Regions from separate parts of the Mus musculus genome. Here region 2 is linked to region 1. Evidence: chromatin contacts called from public HiChIP or PLAC-seq data. All regions are on one chromosome and are shown on one strand. The core of a region is the stretch at or near the end of the contact, and the rest is flanking DNA. Distances in the headings are between cores, read along the strand shown. Region 1 has its middle 12 kb from the start of Hacd4. Region 2 has its middle 6.4 kb from the start of Ifnb1.

What was found. HiChIP or PLAC-seq counts read pairs in DNA pulled down with a chosen protein or histone mark.
Region 2: an H3K27ac HiChIP or PLAC-seq map of microglia shows a contact between it and region 1, with 5 times the contacts expected there. The contact joins two enhancer-like sites. A contact is called at or near these places in 1 of 39 promoter capture datasets (macrophages), 1 of 15 datasets of contacts at CTCF or cohesin (CD8 T cells), 5 of 484 Hi-C or Micro-C datasets (the C2C12 cell line, Th1 cells, bone marrow-derived macrophages and 2 more), 3 of 115 datasets of contacts at active chromatin or transcription factors (bone marrow-derived macrophages, extraembryonic endoderm stem cells and microglia) and 1 of 9 other capture datasets (liver).

What each region holds. Positions count from the first base shown.
Region 1 is chr4:88,447,724-88,453,339 of GRCm38.p6, reverse strand. No RefSeq gene overlaps it. Among named protein-coding and RNA genes, the nearest start is that of Hacd4, 12 kb to the right of the region's middle. Within about 2 kb of position 3,024, at least 64 of the 459 cell types and tissues checked have an H3K27ac peak or open chromatin away from gene starts, as enhancers often do. A contact at or near this core is called in CD8 T cells, bone marrow-derived macrophages, hematopoietic stem cells and 1 more, where this site is marked.
Region 2 is chr4:88,513,590-88,519,205 of GRCm38.p6, reverse strand. No RefSeq gene overlaps it. Among named protein-coding and RNA genes, the nearest start is that of Ifnb1, 6.4 kb to the left of the region's middle. Within about 2 kb of position 3,350, at least 127 of the 459 cell types and tissues checked have an H3K27ac peak or open chromatin away from gene starts, as enhancers often do. A contact at or near this core is called in CD8 T cells, bone marrow-derived macrophages, hematopoietic stem cells and 1 more, where this site is marked.

The sequences.
Region 1 (5,616 bases), core at 1,775-4,274:
TCTTTAATGAATGTGGCTGCGCTTGCATTTAGAGCAAGATATTCAGAATTGAGAGTTCCTCTTGGAAGATTTTACCTTTTATGAGTATGAAGTGTCCCTCCTTGTCTTTTTTGATAACTTTGGGTTGGCAGTTGATTTTATTCGATGTTAGAACGGCTACTCCAGCTTGTTTCTTCAGACCATTTGCTTGGAAAATTGTTTTCCAGCCTTTTACTCTGAGGTAGTGTCTGTCTTTTTCCCTGAGATAGGTTTCCTGTGAGCAGCAAAATGTTGGGTCCTGTTTATGTAACCATTCTGTTAGTCTAAGTCTTTTTTATTGGGGAATTGAGTCCATTGATATTCAGAGATATTAAGGAAAAGTAATTGTTGCTTCCTATTATTTTTGTTGTTAGAGTTGGCATTCTGTTCTTCTGGCTGTCTTCCTTTAAGTTTGTTGAAGGATTACTTTCTTGCTTTTTCTAGGGTGTAGTTTCCGTCCTTGTATTTTTTTGTTTGTTTGTTTTTTTGTTTTTTTATTTTTTTGATTTTTTTTTGTTTTTTGTTTTTTCCTGTTATTATCCTTTGGAGGGCTGGATTCACGGAAAGATAATGTGTGAATTTGGTTTTGTCATGGAATACTTTGGTTTCTCCATCTATGGTAATTGAAAGTTTGGCTGGGTATAGTAGCCTGGGCTGGCATTTGTGCTCTGTTAGGGTCTGTATAACATCTGTCCAGGATCTTTTGGCTTTCATAGTCTCTGGTGAAATTCTGGTATAATTCTAATAGGCCTGTCTCTATATGTTATTTGACCTTTTTTCCTTACTGCTTTTAATATTCTCTCTTTATTTAGTGCATTTGTTTTTCTGATTATTATGTGTCGGGAGGAATTTCTTTTTTGGTCCAGCCTATTTGGAGTTCTGTAGGCTTCTTGTATGTTCATGGGCATCTCTTTCTTTAGGTTTGGGAAGTTTTCTTCTATAATTTTGTTGAAGATATTTGCTGACTCTTTAAGTTGAAAATCTTCATTCTCATCTACTCCTATTATCCGTAGGTTTGGTCTTCTCATTGTATCCTGGATTTCCTTGATGTTTTGACTTAGGATCTTTTTGCATTTTGCATTGTTTTTGATTGTTGTGTCCGTGTTCTCTATGGAATCTTCTGCACCTGAGATTCTCTCTTCCATCTCTTGTATTCTGCTGCTGATGCTCTCACATCAATGGTTCCAGATTTCTTTCCTAGGTTTTCTATATCCAGCATTGCCTCAGTTTGTGTTTTCTTTATTGTGTCTACTTCCCTTTTTATGTCTTGTATGGTTTTGTTCAATTCCATCACCTGTTTGGTTGTGTTTTCCTAAAAGCACTTACATACAGGCAAAAGGGAGGGGGAAGGCAAGGGTGGAATGGGGGGGGTTGATAGAGGGGTAACTGGGAAGTGGGATATCATGGGAAGGGGGATTGGTGGAGAAGATAACTGGGAAGTGGGATATCATTTGAGGTGTAAATGAATGGAATTGTTAATTAAAAAATGAAAGAAAAGAAAGTGCCTTAATCTGAGTGGCCTGTAGAAGAGTCTGTGGGATTTTTTTGTTTGTTTAATTAGGCATTTATTTCATTTACATTTCCAATGCTATCCCAAAAGTCCCCCACATGCTCCCCCACCCATCCACTCCCACTTCTTGGCCCTGGTGTTCCTCTGTACTGAGGCAAATAAAGTTTGCATGACCAATGGGCCTCTCTTTCCACTGATGGCTGACTATGCCATTTTCTGATACATATGCAGCTAGAGACACGAGCTCCAGGGGGGTACTGGTTAGTTCATATTGTTGTTCCACCTATAGGGTTGCAGATCCCTTTAGCTCCTTGGGTACTTTCTCTAGTTCCTCCATTGGGGGCCCTGTGATCCATCCAATAGCTGACTATGAGCATCCACTTCTGTGTTTGCTAGGCCCTGGCATAGTCTCACAAGAGACAGCTATATCTGGGTCCTTTCAGCAAAATCTTGCTGGTGTATGCAATGGTATCTGCGTTTGGAAGCTAATTATGGGATGGATCCCCGGATATGACAGTTTCTAGATGGTCCATCCTTTTGTCTCAGCTCCAAACTTTTTCTCTGTAACTCCTTCCATGGGTGTTTTGTTCTCAATTCTAAGAAGTGGCAAGGTGTCCACACTTTGGTCTTCTTTCTTCTTGAGTTTCCTGTGTTTTGCAAATTGTATCGTATATCTTAGGTATTCTAAGTTTCTGGACTAATGTTGTTATTATTATTGTTGATGCTGTTGTTGTTATTATTATTTACTACTTTATATCATACAATAATAAATAATAATAACAACAATAATAAAAATAATAAATGACTGATGTGGATGGATCCATCCCACCAGAGGCTATATCACCCCCTGCCAGGTGTTTCTACGTTGTCTAAAAAAGTCAAGCAGAGCAAGCCAGAAAGCAACAACCCTCCATGGTCTCTGCTTTAGTTCTTGTCTCTAGGTCCCTGCATTGCTTGAGTTCCTGCCTTGGCTTCCATCTCCTCATCCTCTGCACCCTGTAGTTGGATCAGGAATCACTGTTATCACTATTGTGCCGCCCCAGACTCCAAGTTCATCAGGATTATACGTGATGGTACCTGAGGTTCCAGGGGAAGCAGTGACAGTCATCATTCTGTGAATGCCCTACTGTATTGACAGAAGTGGAGCTGTCATCCAACCAGCTGCTCTGTGCTACAGGAGCTGTCCTCATAACTTTAAGGTGCTCTATACTCATAGCTGCTCAAGGTGCCTGTTCTGATCTCAGAACTCACTGCTGTGATCAGCCTATTGCCAAAACTGTGGCTTTGGCTTTTGGAAACATTGCCTCAGTCATGATTTCTTCAAACCCCCTGAAACAACCCCATAAAAGCTTCCCTGTAATGAGGAAAACTTCCAATGGCTTTCAATGCCCCCAACAGCAAATTTATAACTTCCACCCATCTTGCAGCTTCCTTCAGTCCTCTCAAGTAGTCAAACTTTCACATCCTGTTGTTTGCCCTAGGCAGCCCCAGTAAGTCTGTGCAGACAGCTGTGACTAAGCATAGAGTTTAGTGGCTAAGAGGCTGTATGGGCACCAAACAGAGGAAGTCTTACCCATGTGGTTTTGTTGCCTACATGTAGCCTTTCTCACAGGTAGAGCAGGCTCTGTGGTAGACTGAGTGCTTGCCTTGTTGAATCCTCAGTATCAAAAATAAATAAAATGAAGGCAAATAATAATCAAATTGTGACAGCTAATTTTGATACATGCCCCTGGGCATACTTGGGAGGGATTTTCTTGATTAGGTTAGTTGTAATGACAGAAGCTGGCCTAACTGTGGGCAGCACTTTCTGATGATGTCAGCCAGATATAAGGAGGTCAGATGAAAGAATTTCCTTTGGTGTGCATTTCTTAGCATCTCACCTGAGACTGTATGTACCCTGTTTGAAAGTTCATCTACCCTGTTGTTGCTGCTGCTGCTGCTGCTACATTCTTAACTGACATTGGACCGCATCCTCAATATTCCAATATAAATGAAGAACAGCTGTTCTCCCAGGATCCTCCAGGTCTTCAGCACCAGATCAAAACTTCCAAGATACCAAGTCTTGTGGCCCCACAGCTATCTACTGTCAGCCTCAGCAGTGTGAAGACAGCCATTGTTAAACTATGGAGACTACATTGTATAAGTCAATCTGACAAATATTTAACATGTGTTCACTTTATAGTTTATAAACTATAAACTAATACTTTATAGTTCTCTTCTGTCAGATAACCCTGACAAATAAATTACTAAATAAACCAATACATTTGCTGAGTCTCAGGCCGACTTTGATACATTTCTGAGATCACAGAGAAGTGAATGCTAGCTTGAACTCAAGCCTTGTGATGGAAAATTTATGGCCTCCTGTAATTTCTTTGCAGTACTTCTGAACATAAAAAGATATATATATTCCTGAGCTCGTGAAATTTTAGACTGATTGAGAATGGAGAAAATGTTTTCTCACCTTTGCATTCATTCTGGTCTAAATGTCCAGCAAGGACCCTCAGCAGGAGGTCTTGTGCCAAGCTTTGGATGAACAAATCAGTAGAAAGTGTGCTCAAGTCAGAGTGAACATGTGACCCAATACGTGAATGGAGTCAGGAAACTGACAGCACTCTCAGAGCAGCTTTTATGGAGAGAGTAAGTCTGCACCATAGAGTGACTCATAAGATTCTATTAGAGATATTCATACAGAGCTGTCTGGTCTTTTTCACAAATGTCATCACACTGAGAAAACAGTCAAGTTAGGAATGTGATATGAAAGAGGGATCTGAGAGGTGACTCGCCCCTTTTTCTTGGTTTCTGGAATCTGTTACTCAAAGGAGGAATATTGCTGAGTATATTTCTTTGGGGACCAGCATTATTAATCCTCACAAAGACATGCTATGGAGAGAAGGCCCAGCTGTTTAACACGAGGTTTACAACCAGCCAACCAACCAAACAAACAAACAAGCAACCAAGCAACAAACAAACAACAGCAGGTGCCATGAACTATGCTCATCTGTTTAAACACCCAGGAAAAGATGGTAGCTTTTCAATAAATTAATGTATAAATGCTTAGAATATCTAATATTGTTTAATTGTCCTTATTCAATAATGTATAAAGTTTAAGTTCTATTTCTTGATTTACAACCATAATGCCTAACATTTTTACAGGTTAATTAATTTTAAAATGATTTCCTTTAGAATATTCAACAAACACTGTCTTAAAAATTATCAGAATATAACACAAATAATTCCATACAATCAATAAATATAATAGTTATCTCCCTTTAACACTTTATATCTAGAGCAAAAAAAGCTCTCAATTTCCTATTAAATTTTTATCTTAAAAACAATATTAAGTGCTTTTTCTATGTATGACTCCCCGCAGTAATTAATAAAATGGATTGATCGGGTTCTGTTAAACACAGGCAAGTCATAGAACAAGGATATACAGAAATATAATCTTATATAATTTAAATTGTTTAGTTTAAATAAGACCTTTTTTTTTATATATCTGTAATAAGGATAGCAGTTTGGAACCATAGCATAAATTTCTTCTTCTATTTGTTTGTGTGTGACATTGTTTATCACTGGCCAGTTCCATCTGGACCTCGGTCCGGACATTTTGTAGTGATATAGTAAAGCAAGGTACCTGCACCCTGCTTAGCTTTTCGCTGGCTCAGCAGGGCATCCCAAAGAGAGTCCCTTTGGCAAGAAGAAAAGAAAGAAATTTCCAAATTCTCCTAAAGACTACTTTAATGATAGCAACACTTGGGGCACAGTAGGCTGACTTTTAAAATAAGCCATAGAGAAAAGAAACTAAGGAGGAAGCCATAAAGGAACCACACTAGCCTAGGGAATTAAAATAGTAGATTGTAGCCACCGCCCTGTTATTTCTCCCTTCGGTGCCACAGGCCCAGGCTAAGCCCCACCCCCCACCCCGCCCCGCCCCGCTCCCAGGGGGCGTGTAGGGATGATCAGGAGATCCTGGACTGCAAACCTTGAGAGGTTCCAGCTCCTTATACTGAAGCCCAAAAGGACACCTTTCAAAAAGTCTGTGCCCTGGACCCCTTACCTCCACCTAGTATGGCCTCTGTACCAAAGAT
Region 2 (5,616 bases), core at 2,101-4,600, 66 kb before region 1:
CACATGGACAGTATAGGCATGTAGATGCAGTAAAGCATAAGCACATGTTGCTATTGCCTTTCTTTTAGTTAACAAAAATTGATATTTTAGATAATCAAGTGGCATTAAGCACTTCCAGGTACTCAGATAACACCTGATTGTAGATTTACTCATAAAATTCTTCAAGAAAAGGAGGAGTGTGCCATGGACTAAGAGAAAATATTTGCCAATAACTTATCTGAAAAAATGTTCATATACATATATCTTTAAAATACTCTGAAAATTCAATAGTTAGAAAATAGGTCAATAAAACAGTTAGTGTATTTACATGGTAGCTCCATCAAATAAGATGCATGAAAGTCAGATAAGGACATAGAAATAGTAAAGCCACACTTGGGGACTTGGAGTGGGTCAGGCTAGAAAGGAATGTGAAGTGGTCAATTCCGCCATGAGGGCCTGCTCTTGTCACTTCTCTTCTGAGGACAGCCCACCTCAGCTTGGCTGCATCTGTCTTTCTCTCTCCAGTTGTGAGAAGTGCAGAGGTAGCAAGCAGTTGGGAATAGGTCCAAACTACACCCTTGCCCATCATTTGAAAAGTTGAATAAGAGGGTATGGGGCTTGACCAGGGTCAGTTAATTCAATATAACCCCCAAGAGGCACACTGCAGACTTCTTATGATGGCCAAGGTTGAAAGAATAATCAAGTATTGACAAGAATATGTAGTAACTCTCATTCGCTGTTCCCCAAATAAGAACTTCAAGCTGCTTTGGAAAACCATTTGGGAGTTTCTTAAAAAGGCAAATATATGCCAAACATCTGATTCAGCAAGTCCTCTCCCAAATAAATGCTATATCTACACGTTTTCTATAAATTTGTTGCAATGCCAGATGACTTACAAAACAAGGTCCTCCCTGAATCCTTTCGTTCTCCATGTTGTTTTTAAAATGCTGGTTTAATTGGCTTAAATCCCCCAGAATTAATAGTTTTAAGCAGACACCAGTGCAGGACTAGAAGTGCCATACAGCTTTCCCCTAATTAATAGGATTGAGTTAATTACTTAACTTATTCATTGATTTGATGAAGAGTACTCCAGAAATGTGTTACCACCAAAGCACACTCGCTGTTCAGCACAATCTGCTTCAGCTCAAAATCCCTGCTGTTGTACAAATCCCTGTGCAAGTGCTCTAAGAATGCCCCCAAACACAGACTAAATCATGTTCCATCATAGTTAGTTTAAAGCAAATACAGCTCACTCAAAAATAAAAAGACAAAATAAACTGTGTGAATAGATCTTCCAGCCACATATAGCTGATAAACGATTTGCACCAATAAAGACCCCCAAAACTCAGTGGTAAGAAAACAAATATGACCCACTAAAAAAAATGAGCAAGATTTTGAACCACCACTTCACCAAAGAAGACACATGGCTACTACAACAAGAGGCTGTGAGGCTTGACCAGGCTCAGTTAATTCAATCTAACCCACAAGAGGCATTCTGCAAACTTCTTATGATGGCCAAGGTTGAAAAAAGAATCAAGTATCAATAAGAATATGTAGTAACTTTCATTCACTGTTCCCCAAATAAGAACTACAGGCTCCTTTGGAAAGCCATTTGGGAGTTTCTTAAAAAGGCAAAGATTAGACAGACAGACAGATAGATAGAAAACATCTTATTCAACAACTCCTCTCCCAAATAAATTCTTTATCTAACAGAGAATTGCTTATAAATATTCTAGGAGCTATATAATAATCTGAAACTAGCAATAAACCAACCACATCACAAATGAACGAATAAATAGATCCATATAATGAAATTCTATTTAGCAGGGAAAAAAAACCATGAATCACCAGTAGATGCAGCCGCATTAATGACTCTCTAAATAATAATGTTGAATATAAAAGGGTAGTCCAACTAGACAGTTGACCACATGCCAGGGATGCCCCCCGCAAGAGTGAGTTTTCAAAACAGGACACAAAGTTGGGCTGGGTAGGGCAGTAGGATCAGAGAATAGTTAGAGAAGTCAAGATGCTCAAAGTGATTTATATAGACTTTGAAAAGACACAATATTATTTTTTAAAAAAGAAAGTGGTTCAAAAGTAGTAAACTCTGTGTCAATCTATTTCTAGAACTAAAAACTAATCTACATGACATAAAATGGGTTGGTGGTTACCTGGGGATTTGGGGCAGTTGCATTGAGGAGAGAAGCCATGTGAGACACAGTAAGAGCCTTGGGACATGGATGGTCATCAGCTCGATTGTGGTAATGGTCTCGGGGAGTTCATGCTTGTCAAGAATTAACAAAGTATTCCTCTTAGATGCATATAGTTCATGTGTCAGTTTTACTTTTTACTAAATTCAAGTTCTGTTGTGCAAGTACAAAACACAACACAAACATACACCACACATACACAGCACAGACACAACACACAACATAATACAGATACAACACACCACATACACATACACCCTCCACACACCACACACAAACACTATACACCACACACCCTATAGACCCTATAGACCCATCATAGACACAAATAGCATACACACACCCCACATGCACACCACACATATACAACACAAATACACACCACATAAACACACACCCACACCACTGAACCACATTGTGTTTATCTTGTCAAACATCATCTCTCTGTCTCAGTCTATCTGAGCCTCTCCTCTTAGTTAATGTGAATGCTGCTACTCTGAACATGAGCATATGAACATATGAGCATATGATATCAAGTCCCATCTTTTACTTCTTTGCAATACATGCTCAGAAGGAAAACTTCTGGATCACATAAGCTCATCGTGATGCAAGTATTACAGTGATAAATACATTTCTTAAGGAATTTCTTTCTGCAGTGGATTCTGCTGAAAGATGACTTAGGGGGTATCAGATAGATCATTTTATATAACTTTCCTGATACCCTTTCAGGCATCTTTGTACGTAAGGAAGCCAAGGGGGGCCCTGTGAGGCTCAGCAGGCTGCATAGTCTGGCAAAAAGCAGAGGCATCACTGTACCAGAGGTCACACTCTGCTATTGTTGACCTCCAAGTCAACTGATATTTCATTCATCTATAAAGTACTTAGTTGCAGTAATGGAGTATGAAGCCCTACTGCCCAGTGACTCACACTGCAGCATTACAGCCTCTGGCTTTGTGCCAAGAGTTACACTGACTGCTAGGGTCTCATAGGACCCATCACTGAAGGGGCTGCCTCCCCCCCCCCCCCCCCGTTTAGAAGAGCAGTCCCCCTTCCTCCTCTAGAGATAAGAGCTAGAAATTCCCATCTCCTTCTGCTCCCCCACCTCCCAACTCTGCTTCCACCCTGAAGGTTCTGGAGGTAACTGGTTGCACTGAGTCATCATGTCCCCTGGCTGGCTGCATTTCCTTCTTTCAACCAAGCCCGTTTTATCCTGCACAAGCATGAAACCTCTCTGCGTGCAGTTTCCTTTTCAAGTCTGACCCACACTGCTTTCGTTATCTCATAGGAATGTTAAAGAATGAGAATGGGCTGCGCTGTTTGTTCCGAAGAGAGACACAACACATTTCTCTTTCCCTTCGAGTTTTAATTAATGGATTAGCTCATTTTAAGTTTGTAGGAAAATCCAGAGGTCAGACAACTTTCAAAGCAGAAAATAACCTACCAATCTTAATGCATGAATTAGAAACTATAATTTTTAAAGGCTCAAATGTTTAAAAAAGAAAAGCTAGGTATACTTTGATAACAAAAGCCTAGAGTATGGTGTAATACAAACCTGAGAACTGATGGCCTCAGCCACGTGCTAAGTGGATCATATTGGAGACATTATGTAAATTAGGAATAATACTACCGGAAGCTCTTCAGGGTTGCTGTGAGAAGCCAGGAGGCTGTCTGATTCAGTCTAGCACCAATCCAAAAGAAAATGTCCAATGTTTAACTTCAAAGCAAATAAACAATTATGGAATTTCTTAACATCAAACTAGATGTGCTTTCCAGAGCACCCTTCCTGAGATCAAGTCCCAAATAATCAGGCTGCTGATGAAGAATTGTTGTCATAATGGAATCTACATAAGTGTTACTTTTACCATAATGGCAGGTGGTGGGAACGAATTAATATATTGAACATGTATGATAACACATATGGCTAATGCTTTCCTAGAGTTCCAATTGTGATTACCTGGCTACTTTAAAAAGCAAGTCCAGTTATTTCAAGTGTGTGAAATGTCTAGGCAAAGGTGGATAACAGATGCACTCAGGTGTGGGGAGACATGAGCAGGAAGGAGAACCAGTCTTCGCTGATGTCCTGTGTTAGGTATCTGAACTGGGTTTTGCACTTTCCACATGGTACTAGACACCTGTTTCTGCCACACAGCATCAGGGCCAGCAGTGTGAGAGAGTCCTATGAGAGTCTGGCAGACCCCTAACTCTGTGATTGGACATTTGTCCTGCTTGAGCCCCTGTTAGTATCTCATTCCCACAAACACTAATTGGCAATAAGCATGTGTTCCCAAAATAGGGCGTAATAGAATAGGCCGATATCATGCCAGGGTGCTGGAGGAAGGAACAACTAGCAGGGAGTGCCCACTGTTAACTCTTAGGATCAGGTTGCCACTTCCAGCTTGCAGCCTGTGCTTGGTTGGCCTCTAGGTGGTGCCCTTCTTTGACGGGCCCGATTAAAGAAAACCAGCTCAAAGGACAGAAGAGGGAAAGACTCATGCAACATGCATGAAAATACTGTTTAGCTGTGTCTGAAGCAAATGAAATCTCATAATATGTTTACACTGAGTCTGAAAATAGTAAAGGGAGCTGTAAATCATCTAGAAACCTATGGACCCAGGCAATGACCCACCTTTCAGCATAATCCAGGTTTTGTGAGGATTACTCCATAGGCCTACCCTTTAAAGTATAGAGAGGCATTCTAACTCACACCTGGCTGGGCCCCTCCTTGCCTTTCCTCCATGAGCTGATGCTTGTGTGATAAGCAAAGACAAGGATTTATGAAACAACCTTTAGCCCTCCCCTATTGAATATTTTAACCCGAGTACAGTTGGAACACCTAAAGAAAGATGACTAAGGCCTTCACTTTAACTGGCCTCTTTATTATTATTATTATTATTATTATTATTATTATTATTATTATTATTATTCAGATAATATGAAGTAGAAGCACATAGCTATATCATTCAACAAAAGTCAAGCAACATTTCCTCAGTGCACGCAGTACCCGATGCTGTGTCAGCCCTGAGCTCACACAGATAAGCAGGCACAAGCACTCTACTCTAGAAGCTTGTTTCCACAAGGAAACAGATGTATTGGTCTAAAGTTGATAACTGGATAAATGCCATTCTAACGATGAGCGATTTCCTGCAGAAACCCCATGGAAAGGGACTCCCTCTATTTGATAGGATCTGGACAGACTGTATAAAGGTGAGATTTGAACTAGGACTTGAAGCCATACTGACACTTTAAATGAAAAGATGGTGGCAAAGAGCACCATGGTAATTCAGGACATGCCATGTAGTACAGTGCTAAAAGAAAGCAGGGGCTGGGTAAGAGCAGGGAGACGTGGAGCTGGAACTTAAAGTCAGGATGCAGGCTGAAGGCCTAGCAGGCTGGGTTTTTAAGTGGCATGGTCATACCTTCATTGTGG